3 separate regions of the Mus musculus genome follow, and all the other regions are linked to region 1. A link is a contact called in public ChIA-PET and HiChIP or PLAC-seq data. All regions are on one chromosome and are shown on one strand. Each heading gives the region's core, a stretch centred on a gene start, on an enhancer-like site or on the middle of the called end of the contact. The rest is flanking DNA. Distances are from core to core; before and after follow the strand shown. Region 1 holds the start of Kif18b (kinesin family member 18B). Region 2 holds the start of Arhgap27os3 (Rho GTPase activating protein 27, opposite strand 3). Region 3 holds the start of Spata32 (spermatogenesis associated 32).

Region 1 (4,428 bases), core at 976-3,475:
ACTTTAAGCATTCCACTGATGTCCAAATCCAAAGTCCACATTCTTACAAACAAAAGCATGGTCAGGCCTATCTCAGCAGTACCGAGTATGGTTCCTCATACCAACTTCTGTCTTAGGGTTTTACTGCTGTGAACAGACCCCATGACCAAGGCAACTCTTTTTTTTTTTAATTTATTTATTATATGTGAGTACACTGTAGCTGTCTTCAGACACTCCAGAAGAGGGCATCAGATTTCATAACAGATGGTTGTGAGCCACCATGTGGTTGCTGAGATTTGAACTCAGGACCTTCAGAAGAGCAGTCGGTGCTCTTAACCTCTGAGCCATCTCACCAACCCCCCTTTTTTTGTGGTTTTTCGAGACAGGGTTTCTCTGGCTGTCCTGGAACTCACTCTGTAGACCAGGCTGGCCTCGAACTCAGGAATCCGCCTCTGCCTCCCAAGTGCTGGGATTAAAGGCATGTGCCGCCACGCCCGGCTCCAAGGCAACTCTTATAAGGACAATATTTACTTGGGGCTGGCTTACAGGTTCAGAGGTTCAGTCCATTATCCTCAAGGTGGGAGCATGACAGCATCTAGGCAGGCACGCCTCAGGAGGAGCTGAGAGTTCTACCTTTTCATCTGAAGGTGGCTAGGAGAATACTGACTTCCAGGAAGCTAGGACATGGGTCTTAAACCCAGGCCCACAGTGACACATTTACTCCAAGGCCACACCTTCAAATAGTGCCACTCCCTGGACCAAATATATTCAACTCACTATACCCAGCATGTTTTAACTATACCCTGTATCATCTTATGTTATTATTAGTTATTAATTCTCTTCTCCCCCACCTCTGTCCCTTTTCAGGAACTCCCTATAGTTCAGGCTGATCTAGTATTTACCATGTACATGAAGCTGGCTTTGAACTTGTAACATTTTCCCTCTCCTGCCTTGGCATGTATCACAATCCCCACCTGTGATAAATATCTAAGTTTTTCCTATAGACTGGGAGCTCTGTATATCACATATCACTGTAACCTCTGAACCTGTCATAACAATCGTTGAATGAATCTGAGAACACCTAGTGCCATTTTATTGAACATCTACAAGGTGCGTTATTCACATTACGTTTTTTTTTTTTTTTTTAATTTTTACTTATGGGGATTTAGCTCAGTGGTAAAGAAAAGGCCTTGGGGGCTAGAGAGATGGCTCAGCGGTTAAGAGCACTGACTGCTCTTCCAGAGGTCCTGAGTTCAATTCCCAGCAACCACATAGTAGCTCACGACCATCTGTAATGCTCTCTTATGGTGTGTCTGAAGAGAGCAACAGTGTACTCATATACATTAAAAAATAAATAAATAAAATGAAAGACCAAGCAAACTTCACTCACTCAAAAGAAAAGGCCTTGGGTTTGGTTCTCAGCTTGGGGTGTGTGTGTGTGTGGGGACGTTTAGGGCGCAAAAAAACAAAACAAAACAAAAACAAAAACAAAAAAACCAGATTTACAGTAAGCGAGGAGGGAACTTCTTTACCAGGAAGCTATCATTAAACAACTGTTCCTTTTGGAGACGGAGAAGGCAAGAGTATTCAGTGTTCTTGTATCTTTGTACTAACCCTAACTTCATGTAATTTTGTTGTTTTTGTCCTCACTAAACTAAGTGTGGTGAATAAATAATTTGAGTCAAGTTATCCAGTATTAAATGACTCTACTAGCTTGTTCACAGTTGTGGTGAAAGAAACCCTACAGTAACCTTTACATGCCCCAGACTTGCTCACAACGCCACCATGAGGACAGTTTACTTGAGAGAGAGATCGAGTAAAGTTCTCATGTAGCTCAGGCTGGCCTGGAACGCTCTACCTGGAGGGTGGCTGGTTTCGAACTCAAATAGATCCGCCAGCCTTTGCCTTCTGCGTGATGGGATTAAAGGCACGAGCCACTCTGAATTGGAGGGTGCCTATTTAAGCCACAAAAGCAGGTTTTAAATTCTGTCGAATGTGTGGTCGCTGTAACCGCTGCTGAACTCAGCCCACAGACCACAGAGACGGGGCAGGCCCCCTGGTTACACTGCTAGAGACTCGATTCTGGTGGCAATTCCGCTCCGTCCGGTTTGATTTGGCCAAAGAAACCCAAGGCGCGCAAGAGAACTAGTGCGCAAGCGCACCCCCGGCTGTCTTTGTTACTTAGGAAACAGCCAATCAGCGAGCCGGGCGGTGACCAATGAGAAGCGCGGATGAGCGGACCGGCTAGTTTGAACGCGCCGCGCCGGAAGAAGGTTGGTTCGGTGGAATCGGGTGTGGGGGAGCTCTCTCCTGAATCCGAGGGCTCCTGTCCGAGGCGGAGGGACGCGTAAGCGACCCCCGACACCAGCACCGGGAACCGACGAGAGGTAGGCTTTGGTCGACGGTGGGGCGGCCCCGCGGGCTCGGTGCAGAGCTGTCGTTTGCGCGGGCTCGCTGCAGTTGTCTGGAACCCGAATCAGCACTTGTTTGGGCAGGTCAGGGACGAGTAGGAGGGCACTTCCTTTACACCGAGAATGCAGCCGATCGTGATCTCTGCGTCCCACGGTCCGGGGCCCATATTAAGTCCTCTCATGTATACCCGGTCCTTTGAAAGGTGCACCCGGCTCCGTAGCAGCTACCCCTCCTCGTGTGGGAGGTGGAATTGGGTCTTTCTACAGGTCAGAATTGGAGATCTGGGACGCCCGGCAGGAGAGAATGGGAGAACCACTCCGCTCCTCTTGTCAGAGCTGATTACGCGGCTGTGTGTGTACCGAGGGAGGCAGCTTGGTTACTGGGACACTCCTAAACACTGGCGAGCATGAAAGAAAACCAGGCCTCTATTAGTACCAGGATGATCGAGTCTTTTAGCCTTGGACATTTGAGCTACTGTGACAAGTACAAGGTAGAGCCTGTTTTGTGCCAAAGAACTTAAAATACTGGTTTGTGTTGGTTTTGGTGGTTCAGTGCATCATAGGGAAATGATGTATCATATAACTTTACCAGCGGTGTCTAATATTTGTTGGGCACTTAAAAACCGAATGCCATTCAAGCTTAACACAAACCTGGTGAGACAGATAATTAAAAAATATTACAATTTGCATGTTGAGAAACGGAGGCACAGAGTGTAGTTAAGCTTGACTTGGGAGGACATATATAATTTTACTTTTGTGGATGAGCTTTTTGTTGTTAACAGCGCTTCCTTCAATGTCCCTATCCTATTTCTTCCATGCCTATTTCATTATGGAACCATGCCCTCTGCCAGTCAGGATTTTAAGGCATCTCATTCTCCATTACTTTGTTTTTATCTAATTTCGCTCCATTTGTACCTTTTTTTCTCTCATGGTCTAGAGATCAAACCTAGCCCTAATACCTTTTTTTTAAAAAAAAGTATAGAAGCATCATATTATTAGAGACATTTGCAAAGCTTTTCTCTTATCTAGTGACACAGCAACTGAAATTATCATAATATTGTATAAACTATATTCTCTCTCCACAAACAGTTAAGTTATAAATACAAACTAGGCATAGTAAAATAATCCCAGCCCCTGAGAGAGAGGCAGAGGAGAAGAGTCTCTGAGTTTAAGGCCAGTTGTATTGAGACTCTTTCAAAACACCACACACACACACACACACACACACACACACACACAAATACAAATGAAAAATTGAATTCACACTTGGGAATTTAAAACAAAAATACACTGAAGTCAGTTAAATAGATCATAATTATAGTTAAAAGAGAGCTGGCATGGGGTTAGGGGTGTGAGCTAGTGGCAAATGCTTCCCTGGTATGCACTGAGGCCTGAGTTTAGTTCTCAGCACCCTCACCACGGTCCTCCCAAAATAGAAGCTATAGAAATTTTTAGTTGGTGTGAGGTCAATGAGGTGATTAAATTAGCTTAAAATTTACCTTCACACAAATGAAAACAAACAAACAAACACTCAATTCCCAGATATTTACAGTCAATTAGAAAAGCAAACCTTTTCTTTCCATCTTAAGAGTCTAGATTTTATTTTGAACGCGATTAAAATTACAAGTCTACCCTTTTTATAGGTGTGCTTGTAAAAACCTCATCTAAAACCTCAGGAACCAGAAAGTAGCATGTTCAAGGTCCTAAGTTCAGTCCTCTGCACTGCCAGGGCTCAGTGTCTGCGAGTGTGGGTCAGGGTAACCTGGGGATGGAGACAAATGCCATTAAGCTAACAAAATATGAAATGACAAAGAACATTCCCCTGTAAATGAGTAAAGATGCGAGAACACTCACTATCGCTGCTTCCAGCCGATCCTGTTCTAGGATTCCTAGCCAGTAAGACAAGAAAAATAAATCACAACTTATAAGAGGGAATAAGCAAGGCAGACATAGTGGTGGCGTGTGCGTATAGTCCCAGCACTTAGAGAGCAGAGGCACCAGGATCTCAAGGCCAAGCTGAGCTGTATATCCAGATCAA
Region 2 (4,428 bases), core at 542-3,041, 420 kb before region 1:
TAGTAGTGAAGTGCTCTGCCCAGGGCTGTGCTCTCGTACAGCCGTGAGCGTGTAGCTCTCTCCGTGGCCTGGGTGGACACGGAGGGTTACTCAGTCACTGGCCTACAGAAGGTGTAGTAGGGGAGGGACCCATTGTGTGACAAGATTGAGATAAAAAGCACAGTCCTTCCTGCTGTCTCTCCACCCAGTCTGGGTAGCAAAGAGTGGGCAGGCTTAGAAAGTGAATGGAGGCCTGTTCCTGGCTGAGTATTTGATTTGTGTGCTCTCTCTCTCTCTCTCTCTCTCTCTCTCTCTCTCTCTCCCTCCCTCCCTCTCTCCCCTCTCCCACCTCTCTTTCTCTTTTGCTTTTCTTTAGAGAGAGATTCTCACTAAATAGCCAAGAAGCTACAATGAACAAATTCCAGGCTACCTTCCAATTTACAGCCCTGCCTCAGTCTCCTGAGTGCTGGAATTACAGGCACAGGCTGTTCTGTGCAGTATGTTTTGGGGGCCTTTACTGTGCCTCTCAATCCAGGGGGCAGGATTTTCCCCTTGCACTGTCCCCTTCCCCTCCCCTTCCTTGGAAGGTTTTGAAGATGAGGCCTGGAGAGGGAAAGGGGGTGATTGACAACTGGTCTGTGAGACAGATGGGGTGATTGGTCTGTGCAGGTGGCTCTGCCCCCTCCTGTTCTCAACATGGTGTGCTTGTGGGCACCAGCTGTGGTCATCACCTCAGCTTGTTAGGAGAGAAGTCGAGATAGCCTGAGAGCTAGCCTGTGCACCCAGAGTAGTACTGGCTTCCCGGGAGCCACCAACTGGGGACCATGTACCCTGGGGACTGGGTTGCTGATAGAGCTCAGATATGGGTGCCGAAAGGGCAGAGGGCCACAGCGCCTCAGCCCTCCTGCGTTCTCACCGAGTGTTTCAATCCTGCCCTGTCTCTCTGGGGTTTCTGCAATGGGAGAGCAGGCAGGGGTCAGAGTCTACACTGGAAACAAACTGGAGACTCAGAAGCAGGGCCCAGGAAGGAGGCACCTTGGGGAGGGACAGGACAGACAAGATGGTCCCCAGAGACTTGGAGACACAGCTATAGCTACTCACCCAGGGCACGCTGGGTCTGCTGTGTGTGGCTGGGATTGGAGTGTGCACCTTAGTGAGGGGATGAAGGGAGGAGAGATCAGAAGAAAGGAGCGGGTTGCTGTCCTACCTCCTTTCCCTCAGTGGAGGTGAGCGGATTAGGCACTTGGATGTAGAGACGTCTATGGGGTTGGATGTATGTGGCCACCCAGGAGGAAGAGGGCCAATGTGCCTTGGTAACCAAGTCTGGAGGAGACAGAGCCAGGTGGTCGAGTGGGAAGACAGTGGTGTGGTCGCTGTCCCTTCTGTTCTCTTGGCTGGCAGAGTCTAGACACCAGCTTCCCCATACCGCATGTGTCCAAACCCCTTCCTCATCTGAAACGTCTCTCTCCACAGCCTTCCTCTTTCCCTTCACACCCTCCTGGACCTGCGGCAAGTCCACAGCCACTCACAGTCTTGTGTCTGAGCCTCAGTACACCAGGCTAGCCCGGGGTTGAAGCCCTCTCCTCAGAGTTTCTTTCCACCTGTCCCCATCTGAGCCTCATCTTCCACGACACCCATGACTTACACGTGAACGATTTGGTAGAGGCTGATCCAAGCTGTGTCTGGGGATGGAATGCAGATCAATCCAATGTGTCACTGGAGCACTGAGCACAGGGGCAGGGTGGTCGGGGGGAACAGCCAGTGGAGTCCAGGAAACATGAAAACACCCCAACCTGAGCCACCCCACACCCATCAGGCAACTCTGTCTCAGGCACTTCCGCAGCCCTGACAGGAAACCAGCCGCAGTCTCAGCCTCCCGCCATCTCCGAGGCAGCTTCTTGTTTCCCACTTGCCCTGTGCCACCTCAGAGTTGTGGTCCCCGGCTCCACCCCCCTAAGCTTTCCCAGGCTGCATCCCAGCAACTCAGACAGGGCCGGGATGGTGGATATGATTTCAAAACTGGTCAGAAGGCAGAGCCGGGCCCTGCGGGCACAGGTAAGTTAGCAGAACTCGGGAAAGGCTGAGCCTCTGAAGGGGCGGCCTTCTGGGTTTGGAGCCGCAGTGGGTCTATGCCGCACTCTTTTAGGAACTGATTATAAAGCTCAGAACAGGGCATGTTGGGGAAGAGGGGGGGTGTCAAGACATTCTTCTCGGAGGCCTTTTCTGTCTAACTTTCCCGTCTGTCCTTAGAAGGACAGACAGAGAGTTCTGAGATCCACAGCGTGGATGGGGCAAGAGAGACGGGGCTTCTACCACTGTGGGCAAGGGAAGGGAATTGAAGACAAGGGGCCCAGGACCATAAAGAAGTGAAGGGGAATTTCTTGGCTCAGTTCTCTGACCTGAGGTGGCAAGGCCTCTTCCTCTTCCCCACTCCTGTACCCAGAGGTTACAACTTAGGAGCCCTTGATACTATTTTTAGGCTATGGCTGCATGCAGGTCTCCAGAGTGGGGGCCTGCCATGTTCCCCTGAGAGCACAGTGAAAGAGCCTCTGCAGCCTCAGCAGCAGTGAGAACCCAGCAGAACCAACCATGCTAACAGAGGAGAGCTGCCTTAGCCTGCCACCCAGGCTGGGGGTGTGGGGAGCTCACAGAGAGCTCTGGAGTTTGAAGGATCATCATGGCTGCAGCTTGCAGACCACCTCAAGGAATGGGGGTCTGCCTGTTTGCCTCTTTGAGGGTCCCTCTCTTTCATCCCAAGCATTTGGTGTCTCTGGGGCAAGCCTGTCTTCCTCCTGCTCCCACCTTATGATTCTGCATTGTCTCTTCTTGGGGTAGCCCTGTCACTCCAGGGACCTAAACCTCCCTCCCCCCCTCTCTCTCTTCAGTATCCCCCATACCTGCTGGTGTGTCCTATGTTCGAGACCCCTGTTAGCTCCCATAGCCTGTCAAGCATAAATCCCTGCTCCAAAGAGCCCAGTACCACGTCGTCATCGCCCTATCACCCATGGACCCTTCCAACCCCAGGCCTGGAATAGGCAAGGCCACAGCCCTGGTGTGTCCAACTGTGACGCAGGAAGCGCATCTGTCCTCTCTGTCCCCTGTCATTATGGTTTCTGTCCTATCCCTTGAAATCTCCTGAGCGCTGTGGCTCAAAGCCGCATCCCAGCTATCCCTTTCTCACATTCTGTTCTGTGTGAATGTGCTTATTTCTGGCATTTGCCACAGAATTGACTTGCCTATAAAGCCGTGTCTGAGAAGATCTGATATGGGCTTCAGGACATTGCTTCACCTGAAGGGGGCCCCCGTGGCACTGGGCACACCATCCTATGTCCTACTCACAAAGAGATGCATGCCCAGTAGGGACTAGGGAGATGGCCCAGTGGGTAGAGCGCTCACTGTGTAACCATGACGCCCAGAGTTTGTATCCCTGATACCCATGTAAAAGCCAGGTAGGTGGGCATGGAAGTCTGCCTGTGATCCCAGTGCTGGGGAAGCAGAGATGGGATCTCTAGAGCAAGGTGGCTAGCTGGACTAGCCAAGTCAATGAGCTCTGGCTTCAAGGGAGAGACCCCGCCTCAATATGTAAGGTGGCATTTATGTGGAGTTAAGTGGAGGAAGAAAGCAGTGTCAGCATCAGGCCATACGCATAGATGTGTGCACGCATACAAACATATACATACATATACACACTACATATACACAGAAGGAAAGAAAGAAAGAAAGAAAGAAAGAAAGAAAGAAAGAAAGGAAGGAAGGAAGGAAGGAAGGAAGGAAGGAAGGTAGCCAAGTAAGGTAGGTGGTCAGCCACCCAGCCTCCAAGGCAGCATGCCACTGGACCCGAACAAAGTGATGAGCAGCTTAGATCTCTCTCCAGAGAGCCTGTGACTCGAGGCTCCCCAAGAAGCAAAGTTAGAGTGAGCAGGAAGGGAGAGAGAGGAAGTCAGGCGAAGGGAATAGCCTCCGGAAAGGCCAGGAAGTGGCTGGGGACCTTCTTCTGGAGAGGCAGGGGAGCAGCCTGGTGCAACCAAAACACAGGATGCCACATGGGGTTTGGGGTCAGGGAGAAAGGAGAAGTGGGTGGAAGTCTGTCTCCACCATGGGATCCTAAAGGGGTAACGGAGGGGAATTGGTGGGCTCAAACCCTCTGCATCCCAGGAACAGGCCAATTTGGCAAAACTGAGACCTCCATGTCTCACCAAGCCTCCATTTTTTTAAAATTATATTTTATTTATTTATCGGGTGCCCATGTGTGAAGTAAGAAGGTAACTTGGGCTGTCAGTCTTCTGCCTCCACCAAATGGGTGCTGGAGTTCAAACTCAAGCTGTTAGGCCTGGCATCAAGTGCTTAAAGGCACTGAACCCTCCCGCCAGCCTCCGGCTTTGCCATCTCTCTCAGCAGTGCCCGACACTAACACGCCGCACTTACCACACCTGCATGCACCACACCTGC
Region 3 (4,428 bases), core at 981-3,480, 290 kb before region 1:
GTGTCTAGGGGTTCCTGCCCAGCTCCTACAGGGCAAGGCAGTAGGTGTGCCGGCCCAGGGGCTGTGGAGTTCTTGGCCCCGTGTCTAGCCTCCCTGGCCTTGACTAGTGTGAGACAGAAGGAGCAGGAAGGGCACTAGAATGCACTGAGCCTTCAGGTCATTGCAGCCCACATCCTGGATTGAGCTCCTTGATCAACCAGGGACCACAGAAGAGACATGATTCTCGGGCCTCACGTTTGTGGCTATGGGCAGCACTCCTCAGCGTCAGCCCCACTGGCTCCCTGGCACTCTAGTCCCTCATCTGTGGCAATGAAGGATGACACGTGAGACCCACCTGACAGGAACGGTCTGCAAATGATAAACTCAAGAAAGCCACAGAAACAGGGCTTGCCACCCTCTGGGGGCACACTGTCAGCATCCAGCATGGTGTGGCAAGGCATTGCCAGCAGCAGCACTTTGCACTCAGGTGACCTCAAAGCACTTTCCTGGCTGCCTTCCAGCAGAGCATTGGCTCTGCATGAGCAGGGGCAGGCCAGGGGATGGGGAAGAAGGGACTGTCTTGACCCATCATCCACACAGGCTTGACCCCCCCTCAAGCTTCTTTCAGACTTAAGATGAGCATCGTCGCCCCCACTGCCCTAGCTGGGACTTCTCCTGGTGGGACTTGGAAACAGCTGCTTAGGACTCATTGTAGCATTAAGTTCACTGTGAATCATTTGTTGGGAGGGGCACAGAGACTTCTCTAGGGAAACTCATCCCCCCACCTCAACCAGCCAGGATAGCTCTGTCCAGCTCTTTGCAAGGATCTAGGCTGCTCCTGGCCCCAGCACATGAACGGCAGCCACGGTGCTGCATCTGGGGTGTATTGAGTTCTATAAGCAATAAAATTTGGAATGACGATGGGTGTTTGTAGGCTGTGATGTCGCCTCTTTTGCCTGCCTGCTTGCAGTACTCCACAACCCTGACAGCTGCTGGAGTGGATTCCTTCAAGCCTCCGTGGTTGGAGCGAGGACTGGCATCAGCCTGTCCAGAGAGCTGCTTGTCCTGCTACCTGTCATATCCAACTCAATCCCTCCACTCTGGTATGCCCATCTCCTGTAGCAGCAGGGATATCCCTGGCCAAAGTCTTGGGCTGAAAGGAGGAGGCCAAGAGGCCAGGCAGCCCAGTGGCACCAGAAGGGGAGGGGCTTGCATGACCCACTCACCTGCCTGCACCTGTCCTGAGGCCCATCGGCAAGAGGTCTTACCTGGTATTACTTTGAGCGTCTGCGTGGTGAGGTGATGACTTGCCCAGCAGGAGTTTCTTGATCACGGAGCATAGGGTGGCAGAGGACACAAGAGCACTGATATGCCTCTAGCCCCTAGAATGAGCTGACTATGATGGTACACACCTGTAATCCAGCCTTGGGCTACAAGAAGAATTTGAAGCCAGCCTAGGCTACATGGGACTTTGTCTCAGAAGGAAAAAACTACTTGGGCGGTGGGAGATGGGATGTAGCCTTGACTGTCTAGAACTCACTACGTAGAACAACCAGACTGGCCTCAAACTCACAGAAATCCTCCCACTTCTGCCTCCCCACTGCCAGAATTAAATAAGAATTTATGCTACCGTGTCCAGCTTTTGGGGGGGGGGGGGTTGTGATTAAAGCCTGCTGCAATGGAATCTAATACTAGACAACCTGAATTTAGTCCCAGGAAAGGAACAGTCACTGTGGAAGGTGACTGTTCCCAAAAGTTGTCCTCTGACCACCACACACTGGATGTGGTGTGAAAGTTTTCACACACAATAAATGTAATTGTAAAAAAACTGTAAGGTCACCCTGGAAAGCTATGCACAGGTGTGTGTACTGCACACATGCACAGCTTGGACTGAGATTCAACCATCCTTAGAGGAATCCTAGACTCCCCGCAAAAATGGAGCAGCTTTGTTGTCCAGATAAGGTTCTAAGCCCCCACCTACCCCGTCCTTACCCAAGACCGCTGTCCACATACCTGGCCTACTGTGGCGTGGCCAGCTGCCCCAAGTCTTGGTCCGGGGGGGGGGGGTGGCGGGGGAAGCTGTCTGCTCAACCTCCAAGACTCAAAAGATCCTTTCTTGTTCCCACCCACATCATTGGCATGAACCTTCAAGTTTCCTACATGCCATATCCCCTGGCCTGAACGTCACAGAAGCCGCAGCATCACAGGCGCCAGCGCCCCCATCATCTTCAGCCCCCCCTCCACCGGGCTAGCCAAAGAGCGCACTGGAGGCGGAGGGGCAGCAGCCACCAGCCCGCTCCCCGCCTCCCTGACAGAGCCTCCGGCAGCATGGGGGTGACAGGTGCGAGCAGGCGGCCGAGTGGTGGGAGGCGCCAGAATGGCGGGGCGGAGGCGGAGAAAGGGAAAGCTAACTGGTGTTGGCCTGGGGAGAGGAAAGGAAAGCTAACCCCAGCCAAGCCCTTTGGGTGCCTTTGATTACTGCAGCATTCCTCGCTGTGCAAAAGCTGGGGCTGCATGAGTGCGGGGTCTTAATGAACTTTCCAATGGGATTGCATTCGCGGGTGCACGCGTGCACGTTTGGCAGAGTGGTGGGTTTGGGATTTAATGTCTTTGCAAAGGTGGTCGCCGAATCCATCTGCGTGAGACACTGCTAAGGATCAGATAGCCAAAGCTAGTAAACCCATAACACGCTGGAGGGGGGGAGGAGGCGGGAGTCAGCCAGAAACGTGCTCAGATGGGCGGGCTTGGGGCTTCCGGAAGAGCGGTAAGGCCTTGCGTCATCACAGTGGGAAGCCAAGAGTGCGCGCGGTGCGGTGCAGTGCGGTGCGGTGCGGTGCGCGTAGTGTTTTAACGGTCATGAGATTTAAGGTCCCTTCCAAGAAAAACGTTTGGTAACAAGGTCGAGAGCACTATGGTGCAGAGACAACTCTCGTCCATCTCTGCCCTTAGCCCTTAAATACAGTGGCTAATAGCTGAAAGTCAGCATTTCCTTTTCAACCTTATCAAAGCAATAAATATCCCTGATTCAAGAGTATTGACGAGTTTATTTGCTGATTAAAAAAAAAATCAAGGGTCCCTCTATCCAGGCATACCTCAGAGCAGACGCAGGCCTTTTCTCAAAACAAAACAAAAACAAAATCCCAAGCACTAAAGAGGCAGAGGCAGGGGAATCTCTTTAAGTTCGAGGCCAGCCTGAACTATAGGGCGAATTCCAGGACAGCCAGAGCTACACAAAGAAATCCTGTCTTGAAAAAAGGTAAAAAACAAACAAACAAACAAATTCTAGGTTAAAAACTAATCAAAATGTTAAAGCCAACCATTGTGAGTTTCTCCCTCTTACAAGTTACTGGGGTTTCTCTTTTTAAAGTATCTGTGGGGTCTGGAGAGGTGGCTCAGTGGTTAAGAGCACTGACTATTCCTCAATTGAATTCCCAGCACCCACATGGTGGCTCCTAACCATGTGTGATGGGACCCAGTGATCTCTTCTGGTGTGTCTGAAGACAGCAACAATGTACTCTTAACTGTTTTTTTTTAAAGAAGTATTTGTGGGTCAGGCAGGTGGCAAGTTAAAAACACTTTCCGTGTAAGTGTGAGGACCAGAGTTCTGATCGCAGAACCCACAGAAAGGCCAACTGGGTGAGACGGGCGGGCTTGTAACCCCAGTCTCTGAATGTGGAGACAGAGCCCCAGAGCAAGGAAGAATCCTGTCTGGGAGCTCTGGATTTCACAGAGAGACCTTGCCTCTGGGAAGGAGGAGGAAGTTAGAGGCAAGGATGACTCCCAGAGTCAACCTCCAGCTTCCAGACGCCCAGCACTCACATGCACACACACGCGTGTGCAAAAATGAAAACACGTGTTTGTGACTCAGCTGTTCCTGGTGTGAACTGTGTCCACACCAGCAGCATCTCTCCAGCGCTCCAGGAGCCTTTCCAAGGCCCTGAGAACCTTCTTCTCAGTGGAATGTTTTACTTTTTTTCTTTCTAGATCTCCCTTCTAGATTACACAGTCACATCTACTGGGTTGAGAGGATGGTTGTCAGTATCTCACAAGCATGCGAACCAGAGCTCAACCCCCAGAATTCGTGTATGGTATGGCAGCGGCGCCTAGCATCTCAGTGCTAAGAGGGCAGACAGGAGGGTCCCCGAGACCCCTGGCTGGCCTGATTAACCAGTGAGAGACCCTGCCTCAAAGGACACTGTGGAAGGCTCCTGCAGAAGGACATGCAAGGGTGTCCTCTAGCCTCCACATGCCTGTGCAGACACATGCCAATGTATTCTAGAATAGCACTATAGCTGATACTTGGGGTCTGTTTTCTGAAATTGCTCTTTCTTATTTTCTAGAAAGAATACTCTTTCTTTCTTTGCCAAAAAGCGACCTTCTGTAATTATTTATAGCATCTTGGTTTTCTCTGTTTGTTTCCCTTGGTTTGGTTTGGTTTTTGATGTGACA

Evidence for each region. ChIA-PET counts read pairs in DNA pulled down with a chosen protein or histone mark. HiChIP or PLAC-seq counts read pairs in DNA pulled down with a chosen protein or histone mark.
Region 2: a contact with region 1 is called in an HNF4G HiChIP or PLAC-seq map of pancreatic cancer cells. The contact joins the promoter of Arhgap27os3 here to the promoter of Kif18b in region 1. A contact is called at or near these places in 3 of 39 promoter capture datasets (cranial neural crest, frontonasal cranial neural crest and pre-B cells) and 2 of 115 datasets of contacts at active chromatin or transcription factors (memory CD8 T cells and pancreatic cancer cells).
Region 3: an RNA polymerase II ChIA-PET map of memory CD8 T cells shows a contact between it and region 1, with 6 read pairs. The contact joins the promoter of Spata32 here to the promoter of Kif18b in region 1. A contact is called at or near these places in 2 of 115 datasets of contacts at active chromatin or transcription factors (memory CD8 T cells and pancreatic cancer cells).

Annotation. Positions count from the first base shown.
Region 1 is chr11:102,922,921-102,927,348 of GRCm38.p6, reverse strand. It overlaps Kif18b (kinesin family member 18B), which reads left to right and starts at 2,225. Exons shown (of 16, transcript NM_197959.2): 1 at 2,225-2,366.
Region 2 is chr11:103,342,116-103,346,543 of GRCm38.p6, reverse strand. Arhgap27os3 (Rho GTPase activating protein 27, opposite strand 3) reads right to left here and starts at 1,791. Exons shown (of 4, transcript NR_045346.1): 1 at 1,625-1,791; 2 at 1,081-1,128. All of the region lies in intron 3 of Arhgap27 (Rho GTPase activating protein 27), which reads left to right.
Region 3 is chr11:103,216,234-103,220,661 of GRCm38.p6, reverse strand. It overlaps Spata32 (spermatogenesis associated 32), which reads left to right and starts at 2,230. Exons shown (of 5, transcript NM_177801.3): 1 at 2,230-2,320. The coding sequence starts at 2,308. It overlaps Gm51920 (a long non-coding RNA gene), which reads right to left. Exons shown (of 3, transcript XR_003949777.1): 3 at 3,474-4,428. It overlaps Gm34823 (a long non-coding RNA gene), which reads right to left and starts at 2,052. Exons shown (of 4, transcript XR_389061.4): 1 at 1,993-2,052; 2 at 1,248-1,409. Map3k14 (mitogen-activated protein kinase kinase kinase 14) reads left to right here. Exons shown (of 16, transcript NM_016896.3): 16 at 1-898.